Regions from separate parts of the Mus musculus genome. Here all the other regions are linked to region 1. The links are chromatin contacts, called in public Hi-C and HiChIP or PLAC-seq maps. All regions are on one chromosome and are shown on one strand. Each heading gives the region's core, a stretch centred on a gene start, on an enhancer-like site or on the middle of the called end of the contact. The rest is flanking DNA. Distances are from core to core; before and after follow the strand shown.

What was found. Hi-C and Micro-C count contacts between places; a contact is called where the count stands out from the background. HiChIP or PLAC-seq counts read pairs in DNA pulled down with a chosen protein or histone mark.
Region 2: a contact with region 1 is called in a Hi-C map of bone marrow-derived macrophages, with 19 read pairs. The contact joins the promoter of 9030607L20Rik here to the enhancer-like site in region 1. A contact is called at or near these places in 1 of 15 datasets of contacts at CTCF or cohesin (the NIH/3T3 cell line), 1 of 484 Hi-C or Micro-C datasets (bone marrow-derived macrophages), 8 of 115 datasets of contacts at active chromatin or transcription factors (cardiomyocytes, differentiating embryonic stem cells, embryonic fibroblasts and 3 more) and 3 of 9 other capture datasets (adipose tissue, liver and pancreatic islet).
Region 3: an H3K4me3 HiChIP or PLAC-seq map of bone marrow-derived macrophages shows a contact between it and region 1, with 3 times the contacts expected there. The contact joins the promoter of Pxmp4 here to the enhancer-like site in region 1. A contact is called at or near these places in 2 of 15 datasets of contacts at CTCF or cohesin (the NIH/3T3 cell line and large pre-B cells), 4 of 484 Hi-C or Micro-C datasets (the N1E-115 cell line, myocytes, rod photoreceptor and 1 more) and 4 of 115 datasets of contacts at active chromatin or transcription factors (bone marrow-derived macrophages, embryonic stem cells, large pre-B cells and 1 more).

What each region holds. Positions count from the first base shown.
Region 1 is chr2:154,940,438-154,944,425 of GRCm38.p6, forward strand. No RefSeq gene overlaps it. Among named protein-coding and RNA genes, the nearest start is that of Eif2s2, 50 kb to the left of the region's middle. Within about 2 kb of position 1,709, at least 29 of the 459 cell types and tissues checked have an H3K27ac peak or open chromatin away from gene starts, as enhancers often do. A contact at or near this core is called in adipose tissue and bone marrow-derived macrophages, where this site is marked.
Region 2 is chr2:154,674,876-154,678,625 of GRCm38.p6, forward strand. It overlaps 9030607L20Rik (a long non-coding RNA gene), which reads left to right and starts at 1,664. Exons shown (of 2, transcript XR_866878.2): 1 at 1,664-3,750. The region is part of intron 1 of Chmp4b (charged multivesicular body protein 4B); the gene reads left to right.
Region 3 is chr2:154,601,634-154,605,668 of GRCm38.p6, forward strand. It overlaps Pxmp4 (peroxisomal membrane protein 4), which reads right to left and starts at 2,040. Exons shown (of 4, transcript NM_021534.3): 1 at 1,884-2,040. The coding sequence starts at 1,996.

The DNA.
Region 1 (3,988 bases), core at 459-2,958:
GGACCTGAGGAGAATCTGACTGGCCTAGGAGTCCAGTAGGAATCTAAGGGCAGGGAGTCTGTGGGTAGAAGGCCTGCACCTTCCTAAGTACAGGCATGCCAGGATCTTCACTCCAAAGAGCTTGTCCCCTGGCTGGCCCTCCTTCCTCATAGTTTTCAGGCCCTGTGATCTTTACTGTAAAGCGAACCATCTGGCTTCGATATGGGCTCCTGACTTACTTAAAGCTTTTCATGTCTCCAGCACCAGGAAGCTCTCTAGCCCCTTTATGTAAGCACTTGGGCATCTAAGATGACTCTCTCGCCATCTGGGCATAAGAGCCCACTGGACAACAATGTAGAATAGAGAATAATAAGAATCCATGTGGGGGGGCTGGTGAGATGGCTCAGTGGGTTAGAGCACCCGACTGCTCTTCCGAAGGTCCAGAGTTCAAATCCCAGCAACCACATGGTGGCTCACAACCATCCGTAACAAGATCTGACTCCCTCTTCTGGAGTGTCTGAAGACAGCTACAGTGTACTTACATATAATAAATAAATAAATCTTTAAAAAAAAAAAAAAAAAAAAAAAAAAAAAAAGAATCCATGTGGGAAGATAAGTCTGGGATTCACAGAGGTGGAGCCCAGGCTCAGTCGCCTGTGAGTGTCAAAACAGGGGACTAGGTCCCCCAACCCATGCTACAGTTGGATGTCCATCTGAATCTTTGGCTCTTTCCTAAAGAGAGCAGAACCCAGAACTTCTTGAAGAAATCAAGGAAGGAGGTCTTATCTTAATAAGAGACCACACAAAGGAAGATTCAACCCCATAAGTTGGCACTCCAGTCACCAAGATCAGATGAAGGGATCAGGTATGTGTCAGATGATCAACAAGATTCACTGAGAGGAAATTGGATGGAGTGGTGAGGAGGTGAAGGCTAGGGGGAACTGGTCACTTCCCAGAAGGGATCAAAGCCACTAAGGGCTCTCTGAAGGGATGCCAGCAAGCTAAGGAAAATGTGCAAGCCCTCTCCTTATGTAGCTGCATGCTTCACAACTTTTCCATCACTTGTTCCTGTTCAGGACCAGTGTGGCTGCTCACCCTCTGCATGAAAGGCTTTCTTAGCACATACCCCCATGGCTGGACTCTTCCCTCTGAGATTCTATTGTTCTTTGTACCACGTGACCCCCTTTCCTTCCTAGAATCCCTAGTCATTGAAATCCCCTTTGTTTACCTATCTTGGTCTCCTGTTCCCCCTGCAGTCTAAGTGCTAGGAAAGTGTCCTTTGCTGCTGCCTACCCAGTGCCTACAACATCACCCACAGAGCAGCAGGTTGATAAAAGTCACAAATGAGCAGGCAGCCAGGCCTAGGAAAGTTGGCCCTAGACAGCCAGATGAAATCGTAATGGGATGCAGATGGCCAGGAGGACTATAAATGATAAGAGAGGAAATTGGGAGCAGTTACCTAAATCTCCTGGGAAGTGGAAATAGAAAGTGAAAATAAAAGAATAACCACATTTTGCCTGATGTCTTCCAGCTTTGATCATATCCAGCAGGGTTGAACACCGGGCTCCTATGTGCTCAGTGTTAGGCTGAGCTACCGCTAACGAGATAGCCTTAAGATAATGAGGCAAAGCAACCTCAGCACGGCCTCTTGGCTGAGTGTTTAAAGCCCACACTGAGTTCACCATCTAACAGGAAAACACAGCTAAAGCCCGGCTACGTGAAAATGGGGAAGGAACCACAAGGTTGTGTATGAACTCCAAGGGGAAGGAAAGAGTCGGGGGAAACTATGGGAGAGACTGGGGGAGGAGGTGGGGTGAGTCCAGGCTGGCCTTGAACTTCTGATCTTTCTTCCTCTGTCTCCCAGTTGCTAGAGCTACAGGTACGTACCACTGTGCTCGGCTCTAGGACGTTTCATTTAGGACATAAAGATAGATAAAGAATTCATCAGGCAGAGAGACAGAAAATGTATTTCAGATGAGGTGACCATGTGAGAAAAGGGTATGGAAGCTTAGAGTACTCCCTATGCTCAGAGGACAGCAAGCAACCATCCCAGAAACAGGGCACGGGATCAATCAACAGATTTTTAAAAAAAATCACCCCAGGGTGTTAGAGCTGGAAGCTGATTTTGACTGAGGGAAAAGGGACTCTTGAGGTTAGCGAAGAGAGAGCTTCCTGAGCGGGGCTTGAGATGGTGATAAAGAGAGGTGAGTCCTTGTGAGGCCAAGTCTGACTGCAGCCCTTTCACTGATGCCTAGGGCCACATTGTTTTGAATGGGGCGCCTGTGTGCTCAGAGGGGCGGGCACAGACACTGCTGATTCCCAGCCTCCGCCCCAGGCATTCATCAGGCAAAGACGCCAACCTAGAGTAGAGGCCTGATATAACCACTGGGAGCAACGCACCAAGGACAGCAGGCACCGGTTGAGCAATCGATGTCTTTTCCTAAATAGCTAAAAGCTCCTAAAAGCGGGGAGGGGGTATTTCTTCCATCCATCGTTCATGGAGAGCCAGGAGCTAAGAAAGAACTAAGAAAATGGGACGTCTCCACAACCTGCACTTGTTAACAGTATTTAAGACCAGCCTGTGCTCTTTAAATCAGATGTTTGTTGGCTCAAAGATGCCTCCAGTCTTATTTAACTCTGCCTCGTGGAAATTGGAACCTGGACATTTCCGGGATGTACACAAGTGGGTGTGTTATGTGAATGAGTGTCACCCCAGGCCCCAGATCCCCGTTCCTCCCTAACCAATTCAGTGGGAACCTGAAATAAGGATGAACTCAGACGAGGACCTGAAGAGAAAGGAAAGGAAACTACTGGGCAGAACCAACTCTGAAATGGGCCTCAAACTCGGCGGCTGCAAAACCTATCCGCGAGACTGCACTGCCCCCAGGCGGCCACAGCGCTCTGCTCCGGAGACTTCCTGATGGATCTCATCACAGACTCAGTAGAGGGAAGACAAGAGGAAAGACCTTGTATATTTGTTTCTGGGCTCAAGCTGTTACCTGTTATCAGTTATTTTCCTCCATCTCCTCCCCGCTTTCCTTATTCCTTCTTTTTCCCCTTCCTTCCCCAGGAGTCAGCGTTCCTCCGGTTGTCCGGCTTGGTGGCAAACACCCGCACCCATCATACACCTCATTACTACTCAATGGTTTTCCTATTCATTTTCTCCATTTGTCTCTTTCTTTTCTTTTCTTCTTTTCCTTCTCCTCCTCCTCCTTCTTTTTACAAAGTGTTAACACAGAGATGCACTTTAAATCTGAGCACCCCTATGATGGGGTGAAACAACATAATGGGAACAATTCTATCCATTTTCTTAAGTGTGTGTGTATGTGATGCATATGAATGTATGCAGGTGTGTCTGCACATACATGTGGATGTGTACAGAAGCCAGAGGTAAATTTGAGATATTTTCTTCTATCATTACCCATATTATTTTTTGAGGCCTGGTCTCTCATTGAACCTGGCATTGCCACTTCAACCGGCAAGCTCTTAGGGTCTGCCTGTCTCCTCCAACCCTGCTCTGCTGTGGCTACAGATGTTCACAGCTGCTGTACTTGACTTACTACGTGGGTCCTGGACATCCAAGCTCAGGTCCTCATGCTTCTCCAGCGGGCAACCCTCTGAGCCAAGGAGAGAGGGGATAGGTTCCTGGGTAAGAGCAGAGCTGCAGTGTGTCTATGGTCTATGGGTTAGAAAGGTTGTTGGGGGAACAGCAGAGCTGACAGGAGCCCTTCAGGGGGCTCAGCTCCTGCTCTGCCTGACTTTACAAGTCCTGAAGACAGCAGTTCAAAAGCCCCCACCGAGGAAGGGCTGGGAAGAAAGTTATCAGTTTCAGACTCCAAAATAATCTAGCACGAATAGCTGCCCTTCCTGAGTCCTGGGGGCTGATGGGAGGCATCAGGTCCCCTGGTCCTGGGAGAACATCTGAGGGACAGCATGGCACATGGCAGGAAAGAAAGATAAATGCTGCAAGGTGACGCCCATTCTCGTAGTAGAGTTCTCACTTTCTCTA
Region 2 (3,750 bases), core at 414-2,913, 270 kb before region 1:
CATGCGCGCGTGTGCATGTGTGTTTGTGTATATTAATGTTTGTATATGTGGAACTCCAGGGAGTCTCTTTTTCCACCTCCCTCTGGGATTACAAATGTGTTGTAATCCTCCTCTGCTTTTAAAAATTGGTTTCAGGGATGGAAACTCAAGTCTTCATGCTTCTGGCAAGTGCTTTACCCACTGAGCCAACACCCTGGGACCTTTTCCCCTTTTAAATGTCTTTATTCTGTCCCCTAATCTTTTAACAATTATATTGTTATGTATGTATGATATATATATATATATATACATTATCATATGCCATATTGCATCTGTGGAGGTCAGAGGACAACTGTGGAGTCAGCTGTTCTGTCTTGTGTTGTATAGGTCCGGGGGAATTGAACTTACATCATTAGTCTTTACTCACAGAGCCCCTTGTTTTTTGAGACAGTGCTCAATTTATGCAGTCCAGGAACCAGAACCCAGCAGTCTAACAGCTGTATCTTCAGCACTCCTGCCTGTATTTGAGACAGGATCTTGCCTAGCTCATGCTGCCCTAGAACCCATGATCATCTCCTGACTTTGCCTCCTAAGAGCTGTGACTGTGGGGCAATGTGTTGTGCTCGATCAGAACGCCTACTTCCTGATCACTCCCTACCCTGCATTCTTTCCTGCACCACTGGATTTTGGCCTACACTGTTGTGACTTGCTCCAGGGAACAGAGATTATTTTTAAACAGTATTTCAGGTTTTGATGATTCTGTGCACTTTAACACCTGTCCTCCAATTGTTGCCTCACATACATGACATGTCACATACATGACACATCTTATCTGCTGTGTCTCCAGGGATGAGCAGGTAGTGGGCTCATGACCAGTCTGCTGTTGCTTTTAGTGCTGGAGACTGAACCCAGGGATTTGCCCGTGCCATTCGAATGCTTTCCTGTCTCAAACTTGGAATGTGGCCAGCATGGAATGGGAGCTTCTGATCGATCACCCCTTGCCTCTTTCCCAGGGCTGGGGTTATAAGCATGTGCCACCACATCTGATTTTTGAAGTGCTGGGATGGGACCCAGAACTTTGCAAACACTAGGCAAATAATCTGTCAACTGAGCTACATCTCCAGCCACCGGTTCTGTGTTTTAGTTGTGGTAAAAAATGTATATATGCCGGGCGTGGTGGCGCATGCCTTTAATCCCAGCACTCGGGAGGCAGAGGCAGGCGGATTTCTGAGTTCGAGGCCAGCCTGGTCTACAAAGTGAGCTCCAGGGCAGCCAGGGCTATACAGAGAAACCCTGTCTCGAAAAACAAAACAAAACAAAAATGTATATAACACAGAAGATAAAACTCATCATTTTAGCATGTAGTGACAGCTCTGTGACATTAAGTACACTTACGTTGTTAAACTGCTCCCTTTACTATTTTTATTTTAAAAAATTTTTTATGAGCATGGGCATTTTGCCTGCATGTATGTCTGTGTGAGGGTGTCAGGTCTTCTAGAACTGGAGTTAGACAGTTGTGAACTGCTGTAGGTCTGGGAATTGATCGTGAGTCCTTTGTGAGTGCGAGTGCAGTCAGTGCTTTTAACTGCTGAGCCATCTCCCAGTTCCTGTGTTTACTCTTTTTTTTTTTTTTTTTTTTTTGCTTTATTTTATGTATATGGATACTTTGCTTTCATGTATGCATGTGTACCATGCCTGGTGTCCAGGCAGGCCAGAAGAGGGTGTCAGGTCCTCTGGAACTGGAATTACAAGTGGATGTCAGCCACCATGCAGGTGCTGAGAGTTGAATCCAGGTCCATTGGAAGAGCAGCCCTGATCTTAACAAGCTGAGCCATCTCTCCAGTCCTCCCGTGTTTACTCTTAAGTAAAACTGTTCTTATGTTTGGCTCCTTCCTGTCGTTAAGATGAGTTCCTTCTCAAAATGTGATGCAGTAGTGGAAGGTTCTGGAGTCAGAGGGACTGAGCGGGATGGAGTTCGGGCGCCATCTCTGGCTAAGTGCGGTTGTTTTGGTTTTCCCTGGGCACAGAGGCTCATTACCCCAGGCCGACTTGGAACTTCCGGAGGATGGCCTTGAATCAAGAGAGTCCTCTGCTTCCACCTCTGAATATGGGGATTACAAGCAGAGCCATTGCTACTCTTGTTATAGGGGCTGGCATTGGTTACTCCGCAGCCAAAGGGTTTACTGACTCGATGACTGTGGGAAAGGGCAGGGTGGGGCTGGGCTCTCTTCTGCCAGTTATCACCGTTTTTTTGACTCCCTTGTAAGTCTACTCATTGACTAGATGGCCAGTATGGTTAATAGTTTTGTTCCTGTAAATTCTTCCTACCTCGTGATCTCCCTTCGCAGATTGAAAACTCAAAAGAATTCTGATTGGCTGCTGGGATCATGTGTTCATGACTAGCCAATCACTACAAACCGGAGCTTTTGAGCTCTGTGGCTAACAGGCCTACCGGACTGTGCATAGGGAAGCGGTCTGTTTGCTAAGGCTGGGGCTTTAAGGGGTCTGTTCATAGGAAACTGTTGTCTGTCTCATTTCTCCTGTTATTGTCCGGCTTATTGTCCTGCTCAGGTGTTGTCTCCTAGATCAAGCTGGGCTTGTAGGGAAAGCAGGAGACCGGGGTTCTGCCCCTAGGCCCCCTCCTTCAGTGGTAACCAGTCAGGATCTGCTGAGCTCTGAGCCCAGGGCTTCAACTTCCTATGCATGAGTGTCTCTGAGCACTTGCTGTGTACCGAGGATCCTGAGGGAGTGGGACATTGCCTGCTCCTCGGGGTACATATTCTATTTAAGCTGCATGCAGAGTAAAAGGAAGACAAGCATCAGGGCTCTGAGGTTTTTGCCCTATTTTTGAACAGACCAATCAAGCACAAGGCTGTCTTCCCAGAAGAAAGTCTTTCCCCCCCTCCCCTGGTTAGCCTGCTGTCTTTTGGACAGGGGAATGTGTCTGTCTCTGCAGCCCTCTCCCTGTGACTCGGAAAGGCCTTGTTAGTTTGGTCTCTTGTAACAGTTGTACACTGGAAGCGTTTTCTGCCGACATTCCTCTTTCCCTACTTCCACGCAGCGTCCCAGCCCCCAGCTCTGTTGTTATCTCCGTTGCCAGGGCGCTCTCATGCTTGCTCAGGCAGAAGGGGGCTTCTGTTGGCATGGATTCAGCTGGAAGCGAGGAAGAAAAGCTAGTTGGAAGAGAAACAGCACATCCCAGCCTGGGAACGGAAACCATGGGCGGGCAGTTTGCTTCTGTCCCAGTCCAGGCTAAGGCATCTAAGCCCAGGGCCTGACTTGTAAGGGAAAGAGCGCCGTGCTTGCCGCTTCCTTCTGTCCTTTCTTTTCCTTTTTTCTCTTCTCTTCTCTTTCTTTTTTTTTTTCTTTCGGTTTTTGTTTTTTGTTTGTTTGTTTTGTTTTGTTTTGTTTTTTTGAGAGATAGAGATAGATAAATAGATAGCTTCTCTGGGTAGTCCTGGCTGTCCTGGAACTTGTTCTGTAGACTAGGCTGCCCTTGAACTCACAGAGCTCCACCTGGCTCTGCCTCCCAAGTGCTGGGATTAAAGTTGTGTGTCACCTGGCCCAGCCACGACACTCTTTTGTTTGTTTGTTTGTTTTGTTTTTGGAGACAGGGTTTCTCTGTATAGCCCTGGCTGTCCTGGAACACACTCTGTAGACCAGGCTGGCCTTGAACTCAGAAATCTACCTGCCTCTGCCTCCTGAGTGCTGGGACTAAAGGCGTGCGCCATCACTGCCCAGCCACAACACTTTTTAAAAGCATTTTCTTAG
Region 3 (4,035 bases), core at 790-3,289, 340 kb before region 1:
CAGATTCAGTAGGACCCAATTTCTACCTGACTCTGTATGCATTTTGAGTTTGAATCCTGACTGTAATGCTGACATGATGTGACCAGGAGAGCTCGACAGACCTCCCCCATAAATCACATTCCACCCATCTGCGAGGCAGAGACAAGAGTGATTCCTAGTTTTCAAATATCCATAAAGGAGAATTTGAATGCCTATAACAGCGAGTACCAGAACACACAGAGGACAATCTAGATAAAGATGTCCATCCTTGTGAAGTTCTTTTTGTGGCTGTTGTTGAGGCGGGGTCTCACAATGTAGCACAGGATGACCCAGCATCTTCAGTGTTGAGGATGTACACCACCCTAGACTGATGGAGCTTGCTTTCTTTCTTTCTTTCTTTCTTTCTTTCTTTCTTTTTTTCCCGAGACAGGGTTTCTCTGTACAGTCCTGGCTGTCCTGGAACTCACTTTGTAGACCAGGCTGGCCTTGAATTTAGAAATCGGCCTGCCTCTGCCTCCCAAGTGCTGGGATTAAAGGTGTGCACCACCACGCCCGGCTGAAGCACAAGCACACTTACTTTCTTTCTTCCTTCCTTCCTTCCTTCCTTCCTTCCTTCCTTCCTTTCTTTCTTTTTTTAAATAAATCTTTTTTTTTTAAAGATTTATTTATTTATTATATGTAAGTACACTGTAGCTGTCTTCAGACACTCCAGAAGAGGGCGTCAGATCTCATTACAGATGGTTGTGAGCCACCATGTGGTTGCTGGGATTTGAACTCTGGAAGAGCAGTCTGGGTGCTCTTACCCACTGAGCCATCTCACCAGCCCTGGAGCACACTTTCTAATGAGAGACATGGACCAGGAAAAAGATCATCCAGTGTCTGATGACAGGTACTATAGAGAAAGAGGGTGAGGAACAGGAAGCAGTGATCTGAAAAGGGTTCGTGAGCCAGGCAGACAGCGTACCTGTACCAACATCCGTCAGCGGACAGACAGACACACACCAGGGACTGTACTCTCCATTTCACACATCGCCTCAATCCTCAAACAGTATAGAAGTGCTCTGGGGGACCCATTTTCTAGAAAGTGAGACCCAGAAAGCCAAAATGGTTTGTTCGAGATCAAGATCATGGTAGCTGACACCAGGTTTTTTTAAGTCCTGGCAGTTGACATACTCACCACCATGCCACACACTGCTACCAGCTCCTAGAGATAGAGACTTTGGTTTCTTCTCTGAGAGTCACTGCTCACGCAGTGAGAGCAGCCCCTCACTAACTGCTAAGGGATGAGGGTTAACGAGGCTGGAACTCCCATCTGGGCACCAGTCAAGCAAAACGACCCCAAGATCTCCTCTCCTACCTAGGAGGGAAGGAGAGCAATTTACCTAGCAAACATTAGCTACTTTTTCTTACATACAATCACTGTCACTTCTCACGAGACCCCAGTGAAAATGAAGGGTGAGGTGAAGTCACATATAGATGTGAACCTGTTAGGAACTTTACTGAGGGAACCTATGAGGCAGTAGGTGACCACTTGCTTGCTAAAGGACAAAGTCCAGTTTCTTTTGTGTATACAGAGCCACAGAAGCCAAGTAGGCCAAAGGGGACAAGGTAAGATGAGATGAATTAGACCCAATGAGGGGATACAGGTGCTGAGGAGGCAACTAAGCCAAGAGTGCCAGGTTGGAAAGGACAGAGGACCTAGAAGCAAGACAGAGGAAGCCCCAGTTTAGGACTGGTAAGGTGACTGGAACCCTGAAACCTACGTCTGCTGCACCAACGGGGCACTGAAATATACAGACATCTGAGGCCTAGAGAGAGCACAGCTCAGGGGCCCCGGGCCTCGAACTCGCGACCCCAGTTAGGCCCGTCCTTTAGCTCCAGCCGCACTCTGCGGCCCTACTCACACAGCCCCGTTCCGGAAGCCCTTTATCACGGCCAGCGCAGCGTGGTAGCGGCGCTGGCGCAGCAGCTTGTTGACGGCCTGGAGAAGAGCCTGTAGCTGCGGTGGGGCGGCCATAGCACCGGAGCACTCGGTCAAGGGTCCTGGCTGGCCAAGAACTGACAGCCCTGGGCTCTGGCTACACAGCTCTCCGCACTGGAGAGCCCCGCCCTGCCGTTGTGTCCATAGGCTGAGTCTGCCGTCAATCATAGAAGAGAGCCAGTCATAGAGCTCATTTGTCTGCAATGGGCTGAGAAGTGCTTACTCTTCGAAATATCTGTCTGATTGGAAGAGAAAGGAGAGTCGGTAACCAATCACCATGACTCAGAAGGTCTCACGCAGGATTTGCCCAATGAGAAGGCAGTTTTCTTAGGGAGAAGTTTGTTTAATTGTGGGCTTGGGAGGGGTTTGCTGTTCTCTTTCGAGTTGGAATGGGTGGTGTTTGGAAGTGACGTTGGACTTGTCACTTGTCACACTTGATAATTTCGATTGCCTAGCGAGTATCACAGCTAACTTCTCAGGACAGAAATTGCATGCCACTCTTGTCGTTTGGTGCTTTAAGACAGAATCTCTTATAGCCCAGGCTAGTCTTAAACTAGGATCCCCTTGCCTCCACCTCCCACATGCTGGGTACCTTTTTCTACTTATTTTTAAAATACAAACTCCCAGGCACCCCCAGGAGCAGACCTACTTACGTGACTGCCAGTCTTTGCCTCCCGTTTCACATCTGCTCTTCTCTCTAGTCTACTGACTTAGTTTCCATTCCTTGAGTATGCCAAGAACCCCTCAGCTTCAAAGGAGTTACATCTGATATTTCCCTTTTTGAAGCACATTCTTTGTACTTCCGATGACTGACTTCTCGGTATGCAGGTGTTGGCTCGGGTGGCACCACCTACTCAGGGGAGCCTGCAGGATATCCCACCGGCTGTAGCACTGGTTGCTCTGACTTACTAGTCCAAGTTTTCTGTCGTTTTGTTTTGTTTTTCCCTATTGAACTCTTTATACATTGTAATTGTTATTACTTACTACTTGCTCAATGTCAATCTTCACGTGGACTATTGGGTTCTTGGAGCCAGAAAGCTGTTTGTCTTATTTTCTGCTGTAACCCCAGTACCCAACACAAGTGTACAGAAGCAGTAAAGATAACAAAGTACCACTGCCAGAATATTGCACAAAACATATGATCACAGCCCTGACTTGAAGACAAGAAAGATGGGCAGAAAGAATGGAGCCAGGTTTGGCCAAGTGTCTTCACATCAAGTTCTGTCAAGACCTGGGACACCTGATGACGACTGAGGCCCGTACAGCAATGTGTCTGTCCTGGCACTTGTATATCCAAGGCCCCACTCACCAAGACCACTGTCGATTATGGTCATAGCATGGGTAAATCTTCATGGATTCCTGTTAATAGATAGCTAATAAGCCCAATATGTTTAGTTATACAATCCTCTTATAAACTCAGAGATGCTTAAAAGTGTGAGGAATGAAAAAGTGTGAGTGAAAGTTGGTAGCTAGTTAACAAGAAGACTCTGATACTGGTAACTAGATAGTTAACAAGAGGGCTCAGTTACTGGTAACTAGATAGTTAACAAAAGGGCTCAGATACTGGCGAAACAAAGCCACTCATGACAGAGAACCTTGGCAAATATTGACCCTGTGAATTTCAATTTGTCAACCACACAGGGCATGCGATGCAAGAGTAAAAGTCCAGGAGGCTTAGAGCAGACCCTCTGAGTCAATCAGAGATGGCCCCCTAGGGAAACGACAACAATAACAACCAAAAGGGTTTCACCTCCCAGGCTAATGTGACAGAAATCATTGTATAACCATTACCCCAAGGAACGCCAGAAAAAGGCTGCTTCAGAGTCAAACACAGCAGTTGAAGAAAAAGGAAAGGGGGATTCTTTTTTAAAGCTCTTTCTTGGACAGTGTGGCTGATAAGACTTTCTGCACCCTGAAGAGTGGGGTTCAGTATGTCAGAAATCTTAAGCTATGCCAGCTGTGGGGGTGCACATCTGTAATCTCAGTCCTGGTGAAGCAGAGGCTGAAAGATCATGGACTTCAGTCCAGCCTGGGCTATCCTAAAGACCCTAGTGAGGCATTTGCCACCACGCCCA